Linked DNA regions of Acanthopagrus latus: region 1 is linked to region 2. The links are chromatin contacts, called in public Hi-C maps. All regions are on one chromosome and are shown on one strand. Each heading gives the region's core, a stretch centred on a gene start, on an enhancer-like site or on the middle of the called end of the contact. The rest is flanking DNA. Distances are from core to core; before and after follow the strand shown.

Region 1 (6,165 bases), core at 508-3,007, 160 kb before region 2:
AGTGCTGATAGGCTGCAGAGTGTTAAAGCTTGTGACGGGTCAATATTTGAGGAGAGTCAGGAACAAAAGGGAAACAGCCGTTTCTAATAAGTGTATAAATTCTAACAATAATTTTAATGTATGTGGTCAATCTGTCTATTTTTATTAATTATTATATTGTCATAGAGAGATCACAACTAAGACAGAAATGTTTCCTGCAAAAGATTGCCATTGAGAACATTTCTTCAGGTTGGGCCTGTGACTACTGGACTGCTTGTTTGGTATTTACAGACAGTCTGAAACTTAATTAAACTACATTAAACAAGATCAACTAAATGATTGTGCTACAGCAGTAAGTTGCAGGGTGGAGTTGGATATAATCAAGATGCAAAAATCCACATTAAATAGAATCTGAACAAAACGCCGGTGCTCATTACGTTATTACTAAATGTGGAGATCTGTCTTTTTCTCGATAGTTATTTTACCCTGTGTTTGACAGGACGGATGATCAGAGGGGCGGAGTTTTTGCCACTCTTATTGGGGGCGGGGTATAAGAATGGGAGGAGTCTCTCAGTGAAGCAGCAGTCAGTCAAGGCATGGATAAGACTGGCAGCATCCACATCATAAAACAAGACCAGACCCTCCTCATAATCCACAAACACCCCCACCTTCTCAGGCTGTGACTTTAAATCCAGACGGCCTGCAGTAGCGTAGTACTCATTTTCTTTCCTCAAACCAAGAGTCCAGTAACCATTCTGAGGATCAATATTGAGTGGCCCCTTCCTATTGATCAACTCATTGGCAACTCCTATAACCCAGCAAGTCTTCCCCTTAACCTGAACCTCAAAGTAAAATCTTCCTGCAGAAATGACCTGCTTCCCTACCACGCACAGATCACGAGAAAACCTCTTTGGGTTATCTGGGAGCTTCTTCTTGACATCAGCATGATGTACCTGTTTACCATCTGCAGACAGGATGAGTGTTGGATTTGCTGTATCAGGATCAAGAGTCACATCCACTGCAGACTGCTGGGCAGTTCTGAGTGCAATGTTTGGCAGCAGTTTATTCAATTCAGTTAAGAGCATCTCCACCAATGGAGCAAGAGCCGACCTCATATTTCCCTCATATGATGGAGAACGGACTCTGACCTCTGTCCAGTCCTTGGTGGGTGGAGCAGCTTTCAGGGCCTGGAGGTTTCGGAGGAGGAGGAGGTGGTCTTCAGAGAGTGAGAGCTGCTTCAGCTCAGCACTTTTCTTCTTCAGCTGAGAGATTTCTTGTTCCAGCTCTTTGATGAAGCCTTTAGCTTGTTTCTCTATTAGTTTGTGCTTCAATTGAATCACGTTAACGGCTTCAGTCCGCCTTTTCTTAATAGCACGTCTCAGCCTAGTCAGCACCTGATCACCTCGTGCTTTTTCCCTGCCTGCATTTTCCCTGCTGACCTTGACAGATTGTTTGAACTCTACAATCTTCAGTTGTCTCTGCTGGATCATCTGCTGAAGTTCAGCCTCTGTGTCACCCAGTTCTGCTCTCTGTTGAGTTGACTTTTTAATGCGAGAAGCCATCTCAGAGATTAAACTATTGACCTGCAGCTCAGGTCTTCTCTTGAAACGTTTATTACAGTCGGGACACTCACGATGGGCTTCACTATCCCAGTGTTGAGTGATGCAGTTTTTGCAAAAGTTGTGTCCACATGGTGTGGTGACAGGATCAGTGAACACATCCAGACAGATGGAGCACAGAAACTGATCCTTGGGGAAAGGTCTTTTGGCAGCTGACATATTCACTGAAAACAAAAGTGAAAGTGTGAAGAAGCAAAACGTTAATTAAATGATTATCCAATAGTATCACAGGGTGCCACAGGGACTCAGTTGGTGGAGAGGCTGTGTCCTCGCTGCAGCAGCCCAGGACACAGTCTGACCTCTGGCCCTTTGCTGCGTGTCGTCCCCCCTCACTCTCATCCTGTCTGCTGTCAACTCTCAAGCTGTCCTATCCAATGAAGCCATAAAAAAGGCCAAGGGAATACTTCAAAAAATAATATGATCACTGACTGTTAGTAGATAAATAAGTGAAAGTTTCTTTCATTAACTGACAATAGAAGCACACATTGACTAAGGACAGCTCGTGTAAATGTTACTGTGAGGCCGACAGCTGACATTTCCAGGGAAAACAAAAGTGAAAGTGTGAAGAAACAGAACAACAGAATCCTTAATTATTAAACATCAAATGATCATTACCAGAATGTCAGGAGACAGTTTTGTATTATATGATTTCATTTTACATTTGTCAAAGTTTCATTTGACAAGTTATTCAAATGTAAAAAATACGAAGGAAAATAAAAACACGCCCTGATTGAAAACAGCTCCAGTGTGTGTTAATGCTGATATCATAAACACATTAGATATAATCTGCTGTACTCACCGCTGTTTGGCAGAGACTTTTATAAAAGATGAGATGAACTGAGTTTGATTCTGGCTGTTCAGAGAGAAACAACAAGGTGAGTCTGCGCTGCAACACTCTTCTTACTCTGATGATTTCTCAGTTCTTGTTGAGGTATCTGATGTTGGATCTCACCTGATTTTCCTATGTTGCACCGCCTCTTGTTCCAGCTCTGTTCCTGACAGTTTGTTTCCTCCTTCAGGTTACTAACAGTGAAGTATTTGTGACACATGGAAAAAAATATTAGGGAAGCAAAGTACTGAGGCTGTTTATGTGCACTGAGAGATATTTGGAGATTATTTAATTTTAAAATATTCTGCAATGAGAGTCTACAGCAGTCAACAGAAAATACTTTTACAAAAAGACAACAGAAGAGGCCAGTTTAAGACATCCACAGGATGTTGGATTTTTGGTTTTACACCATGGTCTCTGTGAATACTTGATTCTGATTGGCTGCAGGGTGTTAGAGCTTGTGTTGGGTCAGGAGAGAGTCAGGAACAACAGCGAAACAGCTGTTTCTACACAACAGAGACAACAATGAAACAAGGAGTGTCTCTTGATGTTTATCAAAATTTGTATGGCAAGGCTTTTCCTTCAAATCCTCTTTCAGTGCCTTCTTTGCTGTTGTTTTATGACATTTGTTCTGTTTGTATTCATTATTATATCATATCAATGTTTGTGTTGTATAGAGGTTGTATCTATATTGACTTAATAGAAAACATGAGATATAGTCTTACAAAATCTGTTTATTTCAGTATAAAAACAATATCAATGCTAGTTTCCCATATTAACGACTGAGAAACAACAATCCCATTTTTTCCACTCTTGAACATTTATTTTTCAAACATATTACTAATAAGAAATCAGTATAAAACAGATATCAAGAGGCAAAACATGCGTGTATTCACCACATATGTTGTGACAGATTTTCATGGTTGTTGCTTTGTTGTTCTGTTGACTGCAAGTAATTTTACAAACTCTCTAAAATATTACAGCTAGTCCAGTCCAGTCCTTGGTGGGTGGAGCTGCTTTCAGGGCCTGGAGGTTTTGCAGGAGGAGGAGGTGGTCTTCAGAGTGTGAGAGCTGCTCCAGCTCAGCACTTTTCTTTTTCAGCTCAGAGATTTCTTGTTCCAGCTCTTTGTTGAAGCCTTCAGCTCGTTTCTCTATCAGTTTGTGCTTCGATTGAATCACTTTAATGGCTTCAGCCTGCTTTCTATCAATAGCATCTCTCAGGCTAGTCAGCACCTGAACACCTTCTGCTATTTCCCTGCCTGCATTTTCCCTGCTGACCATGACAGATTGTTCGAACTCTTCAATCTTCACTTGTCTCTGTTGGATCATCTGCTGAAGTTCAGCCTCTGTCTCACCCAGCTCTGCTTTTCTTCCTTCACATTCCTCTTTCAGAGAAACAACTTCATGTTGTTTGTGGTCTGAAATAGTGCAGCGCATGCAGACACATGTCTGGTCGGTCGATCAGCTGATGTCTTCTCAGGCCTGACACTGTCAGATGAGGCTGTAGGTGAGTCTCACAGTAGGACACCAGACACACCAAGCAGGACTTCAGGGCCTTCAGTTTGGTTCCAGTGCAGACGTCATACGGAACTTCTCCTGGTTTGGCAGCTTGTTGTTCTGACTCTTTAATGCGAGAAACCATCTTAGAGATTAAGCTATTGCAGCCCAGGCCTCAGCCACAGCCGAGCTCCCAGCCCAAACCAACGCCGCAGCCACAGCCTGGCTACCAACCCAGACCACAGTCTCAACCCCAGTGCCTGCCAGTGGCCCTCAGTCGGCGGCCCGGTCGACACCTGCCAGTGGCCCTCAGTCAGTGGCCCTCAGTCAGTGGCCCAGTCGTCAATTGCCAGTGGCCCTCAGTCGGCGGCCCGGTCGACACCTGCCAGTGGCCCTCAGTTGGCGGCCCAGTCGACACCTGCCAGTGGCCCTCAGTCGGCGGCCCGGTCGACACCTGCCAGTGATCTTCAGTCGGCAGTCCAGATGGCACCTGTCAGAGGCCCGGCCGAGGCCTGTTCCAGCCTGCATCTACGCCTTCGCCTTCGTCGCCGGCCTCCAGCAAGTTCCAGGCCACGCCTACGCTTCGTCACCAGCCTCCAGTGAGTTCCAGCCTGCGCCTACGCCTATGCCTACGCCTTCGTCGCCAGCCTCCAGTGCGCCTCAGCCCACGTACCTGGTATCCAGTGCATTTCAGCCCATGCCGCTTCTGCCGGTTTCCAGAGCCCCTTCGCCTTCGTCCTCGCCACAGACCTTCGTCTTCGGCGCCGGCCCCCAGAACGCCTACGCCTACGTCTTCGTCTTCGTCGCCGGCCTTCAGAACACCTTCAGTTTCATTGTCGGCCTCTAGTGGGTCCCAGCCCATGTCCCCGGCCTCTAGTGGGTCCCAGTCCACGTCCCTGGCCTCCAGTGGCTCCCAGTCCTTGCCTCCACCCTCCTGTTCGTTTGGACCTTGGCCCTCCCCCTGACCCTCTCCACCCTCCCGGCTTTGACTCTGTGTATTTAGTCTGTGTGTTTCCTTCACTCCTTGTCCAGTCATTGTCTTGTTTGCATTCTGAGTTTGATTGTCTATGCTCCTGTCCATGCTCCGGGCCATGCTCCTGTTCGAGCTCCTGTTCGAGCTCCTGTCCCCTGTTTGGTATGTTTTGGTTTTGAGTTTTCCATGGTTGAGTTGAACTTTGATTTTTGATTTGTACTTTGTCTTGCTGTTTTCTTTTGTTGCTACTTTGTCTTGCTGGTTTTGTTTTGCTACTTTGCCTTTTGTCCCATTTAGTCTGTTTTGGGGGGTTTTTTTGCATTCAGCTTTTGTTTAATAAAAGCTCGCCTTTTGTTCCCCTTATCTTGCCTCCTGTGTAACTGCGTTTGGGTCCACCTCCCTTTATCCATAGTCTTCCCTTTAAACCCCCAACCTGACATAAAGCCAGAAAAGGCCAAAAAATAAAAAAATAAATAAAAAGGTTGGTTTGTTTTGGTTACTACTTTTCATTATTTATTTTCATTTTATTGTCTACTTTAATATTTCATTTTAATTTGATGTCTACTTTAATATTTCATTTTGATTTCAAATTTTTTTTATTTCATTGTCTATTTTAGTTTTTATTATATCTATCTTTATATCTTGTTTCCATTCATGCTGTATTTCTGTTTCTAGTTTGCACGGAGCAATGGAACGAAAACAACATATTGACATATTCATGGAAAACAAAAGTGAAAGTGTGAAGAAACAGAATGACAGAATTTGTAATAATAAACATCAAATAATCATTACCAGAATGTCAGGAGACAGTTTGGTATCATATGCTCACATTCAACAGTTATTTCAATGTTAGAAAAAAAAATAGAAACAGGGGAAAATAAAGACAGGCCCTGACTTTTATAAAAGATGAGACGAACTGGGTTTGATTCTCGCTGTTCAGAGAGAAACAACAAGGTGTGTCTCAGCTGTAGCGCTCTTCTTACTCGGATGATTTCTCAGTTCTTGTTGAGGTATCTGATGTTGGATCTCACCTGATTTTCCTATGTTGCTCCGCCTCTTGTTCCAGCTCTGTTCCTGACAGTTTGTTTCCTCCCTCAGGTTAATAACAGTGATGTATTTGTGACACATGGAAAAATTATTAGGGAAGCAAAGTATCAATGCTTTCTATGTGCTCTGAGAGATATTTGGAGACTGTTTCATTTGAAATTGTTCTGCAATGAAAGTCTGCCACAGTTAATAGTAAATACATTTACAAAAAGACAAAAGAA
Region 2 (6,137 bases), core at 1,457-3,956:
CCGAAGAAAATGCAGTTCTGTCCCATTCTGAAAGCAGATTTAGATCATTAGCACCTGTGTGCCCCCCCAGTAAAACCAGTCTCCTCCCGCTGGCTGCTAATTAGCTCCAGTGGAGAACTTGAGGATTAGCATTTAGCTCGAGTGCACCTCGAAGCAGCCTGTTTCTCATTCGGCGTCTCCGTCCAGATTTTCGCAGCTGGCGAAAGGATTTGAATGGGCAGCCTTCCAATCACAAACCTTTTGCTTCTCAAATGTCTCTGAGAAACTTGGACAGCGCGGCGTATCGTAAACTTTAGGGAAAAATACTTTGGATTCAGCTGGAGAGAGCAAAACCTTCAGAACCACCTGCCTCTGCCTTGAAACAGCCTGGCAGGTGGCCAGTTTGAGTTTTTATTCTGAAAGTGGTTTTTACCTTGCTGGGAAATCTAATTTAATATCAACATTAGGAGGAATTCTCTTTCCACTGTTAGCCTGGAGACAAAAAGAAGAGTTTCAGGACAGCGGAGTCAAATATCTTTGAAGTCAGTGGCTGCGTTTATAGAGCGGTCCAGTGGAAAGCTGGTCGAGCCAGCTGGTAATCAGATCCAGGCTGATCCCTCCCCCCCCCACACCATGTAATGATACGTCTGCAGAGCTCGCCATCACCGCTCCAAGCTCCACCATCTGTAAGAGACCAGACGAGATCTCCGTAGAAAAGAGGCTGTTTAAGGGGGTAAGAAATGCACCTGGAATCCTCTTTCACTGTCGAGAATAATCAATCTGTGATGCTCAAACAGCCCAGGAGTCATTCTGTGATGGAGTGCTGGAGTTTACTTTTTTCGTGTACCCACTTTCCCCTCGACCCGCATCGCCTGCTTCTACTTCTGTTCCCGACATTCCCCAAAATTACTTGGACCACCCCCAGAGAAGGGCCGCGAACTCGCTCCGTTCAATCAAATGTGGGAGCGGAGCGGCATGAATAGCATTAAAGTGTTATCAGTCGGCTGAGGGGGAAGCTGCGCCCTTCCCTCAAGAGCCCAAACTGACTCGGAGCTGCAGAGGATTCTGGTCTATTTTTTGTTACTGCGGGTTTTAAATTTGTCTCTTTGAGTTTCTTCTGTATGATTGTTGATAATCAGAGAAGAAAGTCTCACTCATCCAAACCTGACTGCACACTGATGCTCTTTATGTCAATGTAAATTGTAGCTGTGATGTCACCTTGTTTGTCTGGTCAGATATCAGGACTGTCGATATATCGATCCACTGGAAAGTGAAAAAATTATCCATTATTTTTAAATTCTCACCGCACGTCTGTGTCACATCGTTCCATCCGGGCACTTCTCTTTCCAAAACATTCAGACAGCGTTGTTGACAGCAGCCAATCACAAAATGATGAGGATATTTATATTTACTTTGAACTTTGGAGAAAAGACGAGCATCCGACGCAGCGTTACGGCAACATTAGCTGCTCTGCTTCAAAAATGTCAGGCCGAAATGTTCTGCAGCGGTGAAGAAGAAAAAGTTTAAATAATACCAGTAATTTGTTAGGCTGTGAGTAGAGAACTGCCTGCTAGCTGTTAGCCACAGGCTGAGGCGATAATCACAATAAGCCGTTTTAGGTTTTTATATTAGACTCAGGTCTGTGTTTTAATGACATTTGTGTTCATTTCATGTTTTCATTTGGTTGTTTTCAGTCCAGCTGTCAACTGAACAAAAATTAGGAAATAAATCACACTTTTTGAACGGCTTACATAAATTGGGCAATAATGTCATCAGACCGGTTCTGATCTGGTTACCTTGTCTTTTCTCTTTATAAAGATCAGGAAGTGCAGATAAGTCTGCAGAGACTTGACTTGCCTTAAACTAAAGACTCAACCTGACTGACTCAAGAAAAAATAAGTATTTCATCAGAAAGTCCCGACATGGTCAAATGTGACAAGTTGAATGGGATGTTAATGTTATTCCCCTTATGAAGGTTGAAATAAGTATTTATGATGCAAAAATGACAGATGTTCTTATTATTATTATCATTTAATAAGTTCATAATAAATAATTTGTCGACTGTGGTTTTAATTAATGGGGTGTTTCATTTAGTAGAGCTCATGTAATGAGGGTTGGGATGTGTCACAGCCTCTCCACCTCGATAATAACACACAAAATAAGATTTTTTTCCCTTTATATGTAAATCACAACTTGACTTGCCCAAGAAAAAATTACTTGGGACTTGCTTGAGACTGTTTTTCTATTGAATTTCATCTTTATTTCACCAGGAGGTCCCAACATCGTCAAATATAAAACATAAAACATGATGCTGTTCTCTTTTTAGTGGCTGAATTAAGCATATAACTATATATGTGCTTATCATTATCATGTAATAAGTTAATAATAAAGAATGTGTTGATTGTGGCATTAATTTGTGGGGTGTTTCCTTTAGTTGAGATCATAGACTGAGTGTTAGGACGTGTCACAGCCTCTCCACCTCGATAATAACACGCAAAATAAGCTTTTTCTCCCTTTAAATGCAACTTTTTCCCCATTGAGTCCACATAAAATGATAACATGGTCAAATATGACATATAAAACATGATTCTACTCCCTTATACGAGGCTGAAACAGGTATTTATGCTGTAAAACAACATATGTGCTTATTATTATCATTTAGTAAGTGTTTGGGGGTGTAATAAAGCATTAATAATGAATAATTTATTGATTGTGGTTTTAACTTGTGGGGTGTTTCCTTCAGTAGAGATCACGTACAGAGGATTAGGACGTGTCCCAGCTGGATAATAACACACAGAATAAGATGTATATCACAGCTGACATGAGATCATGGTGTTCCGCTGTATCCTGGACGAAGTGCTGTGTGTTTCGGGGTCATGTCGCCTGGTCGCTGCCGGCCTGCAGGCTCGTATTTAAGCGACCTTCTCTTTAATTGTATTTTTATCCCAGCAGCGGCTCTGATCAGCGGGACGAGGGGGCGGTGCTTCGGCCCGGTGACGCACTCTGCGGAGCTGCTGGGGGAGGCGCCTCTGCTCTCCTGACGTCAGCGCGGGGCGGGGATCTGATTGGTCCAGAGCGAGCCCTGGGCGTCCGAGGAGATCACGACGAGGGGGGGAAAAAAACGCAGAGAAAATGAAGCGGACCTCAAAAACTCCCCACAAATGAGTGTATACCTCGGGTGAGGACGGCCGGAGGAACACGGCAGCTGGATCCGCCTCGGTCGACAGTCGGTCGGGAGAGAAAGGGATAAGTATCCGAGGGGATTAACGCGGAGGCGGGGTGGAAAACAGAGCAAGGACTTGAATACCAGCTGCGACTATCCGGATTACCGACTCGCTGAAAAAGGGAAAACAAGCGGACATTTCTCCGTCCGGAGAGGATGAGCTGACCGCCGGGACACGGAGCAAAAGTGCCTGCGGTCGAAGTTGGACGCCGGACGGATATTTACATGTTGTCGTGTGAACTTCGCCGTCGATGTGGTTTTAAATCTCCCTGATTAACGGCTGATTCCTCCGCGGACGACCGGACGTCAGTTAGTTCGTTTTTCAGCGCGCGCGACAGATCCAGTTCCCCGGATACCGACGACCGAAGACGACCGCTCGCTCGTGCCGATGCCAACGGCAGACTGCAGGTTGCTCCATCATGGCCGGATCATGAGGTGTCTGACTTATCTACTCCTTCTCCCAGAAACGCTGAAAAAGTCCAAGAAGGTCGGCAAGCTCCCGGGCAGGCTGCCGGTATGTTATGAGATCCTGACTCTGTCCCTGTCGAGCAAGAAGCAGCAGCAGCAGCAGCAGAAGAGGAGGAAGGAGGAGGTGGAGGAGGAGAAGATGGCTGCGGAGTTGTACCCCGCCGCCAACACCAACAACACCAACCTGTCCACCGGCACCACGGTGGCGGACACCGAGAAGACCAAGGAGGTGCCGGTGAGCCAGGCCAGCAGCAGCAGCGCGGCGACCACCCCGACCACCCAGCAGAACATCAACAACAACAACGTCGATCCGCCCAGCTGGCAGTGCAGCCACCCCACACTGAGAGAGAGGTAACATCTGCTGCCCGACTCACGGAAACACCGCTAATACCTGCACATTCATGACCGTAAAGCACCTTAAAGATCATTGTGAAGTAGTGACAGGGCGCCACGGCCGCTCTGACTCCCTGTGTCAGCGTGATAGTGATTACAAAAAGATTAAAAAAGCACCATAAGGTCGCTAAACTCAGTATTTGGTAGCCTCATTCATTAGTGGAGCTTTAGTTTGGAGGAAAGTGGTCCTGCAGCAGCTACTCTGTTAGTTACACTACTCTTAACCCATTAATGACCATCTGTATGGCGGTTTAAAGGGGAAACACAGCAGAAAATGTCAAAATTCAAGTCTGATTTGACATTTTTATGATGCCAAAATGGTAAACTTCAGTAGATTTTCTCTTAAAAATGCAGAAAATCCAAAAGGAGTTAAGTAAAAATGTCATTTCACATGATTTGTGTTTAGCTCAGTCAGTATTTAAAGTGCTGTAGAGGACTGGTGATTCATATGCATGTAATTAAAACATTTAGTGGCTCCAGCTTCTTAAAATAGTCTCTGCTCTTTTAAATCTGAAGCTTGTCAGGGGTTTTCCTCACAACCTGCACACGATTAATCGAGATAACAATCAGCAGATGAACTGATACAGAAGCAAACAGGAGCTGCAGCTCTGCTTCTGCTGCTGTATCCTCCTCAAACCTGTGAAGGTACCCAGTGTCTCTGGGCAAAGACAGGGAGAGTGTGGGAGGACTTGATGTTATACAATACTTGACTGAGGCTTATTCATGAAACCTGCTCTGCTTTTAGGAACGCCTTGATGTTTAACAATGAGCTGATGGCCGACGTCCACTTCATTGTTGGCCCCACGGGGGGATCGCAGAAGGTTCCAGCACACAAGGTAAAGAGATCTGACCACGTTATTCTGACTTCTCTGTCTGTTAGATTAGAGGAGAAGTTGTGTCTCTGCAGCTACTGAAAAGAACTACTTGTGCTCTTTTACTGAACTTCGCAACGACTGTGTGATTCTGCCTGCATGTGTTCTGACGCATCTGTCTCCTCCCTCCCCTCCCTCCCAGTATGTGCTGGCCGTGGGAAGCTCGGTCTTCTGTGCCATGTTTTACGGCGATCTGGCGGAGGAGGAGTCTGAGATCCATATCCCAGATGTGGAACCTGCTGCTTTTCTAATTCTGCTGAAGTAAGCCACTCGCCATCCCTCACACACAGCCAACCAGAAGGAGAGATGACAAGCGCAGTCAGTGTCACTTCAAAGCATATTATTACTCATCCAAAGCTAAGCGGAGGCGAATGCCAAAAGGCTGCGAGCGCCAGAGAGCAGTGGCAGCAGCACAGCGCTCTGTAATTGCTGGTTTTCTCAGCACTCTTTGTCCAACTAGAAACATTTTTTCCCTTTTTCTTCATCCACAGCCTGACAATTTTCTTAGAGGGGAATACAGTACGTACAGACTTGCAGTTATAAATAACTGGCTTTTGTTGCTCGTGCCAGCCCCATGGACTGCTGCGTGCTGGGCTTTTTGTGGAGAGGGCATGATGTGTTAAGCACACAATCCTCTTTAGGAGAAAAAAGATTATCATTTTTTTCCATTTTGCTCCTTTGTGGGTATTTGATGCAGTGGGCATGAGAGAGGCGAGCTCGTCCAAGAGTTCATCTTGTCGTGTGATATATTGTTAAACAAGATGTCGCTTCGTTCGTTTGTTGTTGGTTCTGGCAGCTCTATGACGATCAGTGACGTACCACCAGGCTACAGAGCTGCTGCTTAAATCAGGCTGAGATCTCTCAATTCATCTTCAGTCCTTGAACATACTTTTTTTTTAACGACTCATCCAGCACAAGAACAGCCAATCTCCTTGTTAAAAAGTTCCTTATGGTGCATTTAAATCACAGCAGCTAACCAGTTATTTCCCTCCTCGCAGGTACATGTACAGCGATGAGATCGACCTGGAGGCCGACACGGTGCTGGCCACCCTGTATGCCGCCAAGAAGTACATCGTTCCTGCGCTGGCCAAAGCCTGCGTCACCTTCCTGGAAACGAGCCTGGAGGCCAAGAACGCCTGCGTGCTGCTCTCCCAGAGCCGCCTGTTCGAGGAGCCCGAGCTGACGCAGCGCTGCTGGGAGGT

Evidence for each region. A called contact is a pair of places that touch in the nucleus more often than the background predicts.
Region 1: a contact with region 2 is called in a Hi-C map of muscle, with 4 times the contacts expected there. The contact joins the promoter of LOC119004906 here to the promoter of LOC119034412 in region 2. A contact is called at or near these places in 2 of 4 Hi-C or Micro-C datasets (both in muscle).

What each region holds. Positions count from the first base shown.
Region 1 is chr16:2,015,265-2,021,429 of fAcaLat1.1, reverse strand. It overlaps LOC119004906 (E3 ubiquitin-protein ligase TRIM39-like), which reads right to left and starts at 1,757. Exons shown (of 1, transcript XM_037072236.1): 1 at 1-1,757. The coding sequence starts at 1,757. The coding sequence ends at 456.
Region 2 is chr16:1,851,271-1,857,407 of fAcaLat1.1, reverse strand. LOC119034412 (BTB/POZ domain-containing protein 6-B) reads left to right here and starts at 2,706. Exons shown (of 4, transcript XM_037125373.1): 1 at 2,706-4,021; 2 at 4,809-4,899; 3 at 5,078-5,196; 4 at 5,934-6,137. The coding sequence starts at 3,591. The region is part of intron 6 of brf1a (BRF1 RNA polymerase III transcription initiation factor subunit a); the gene reads right to left.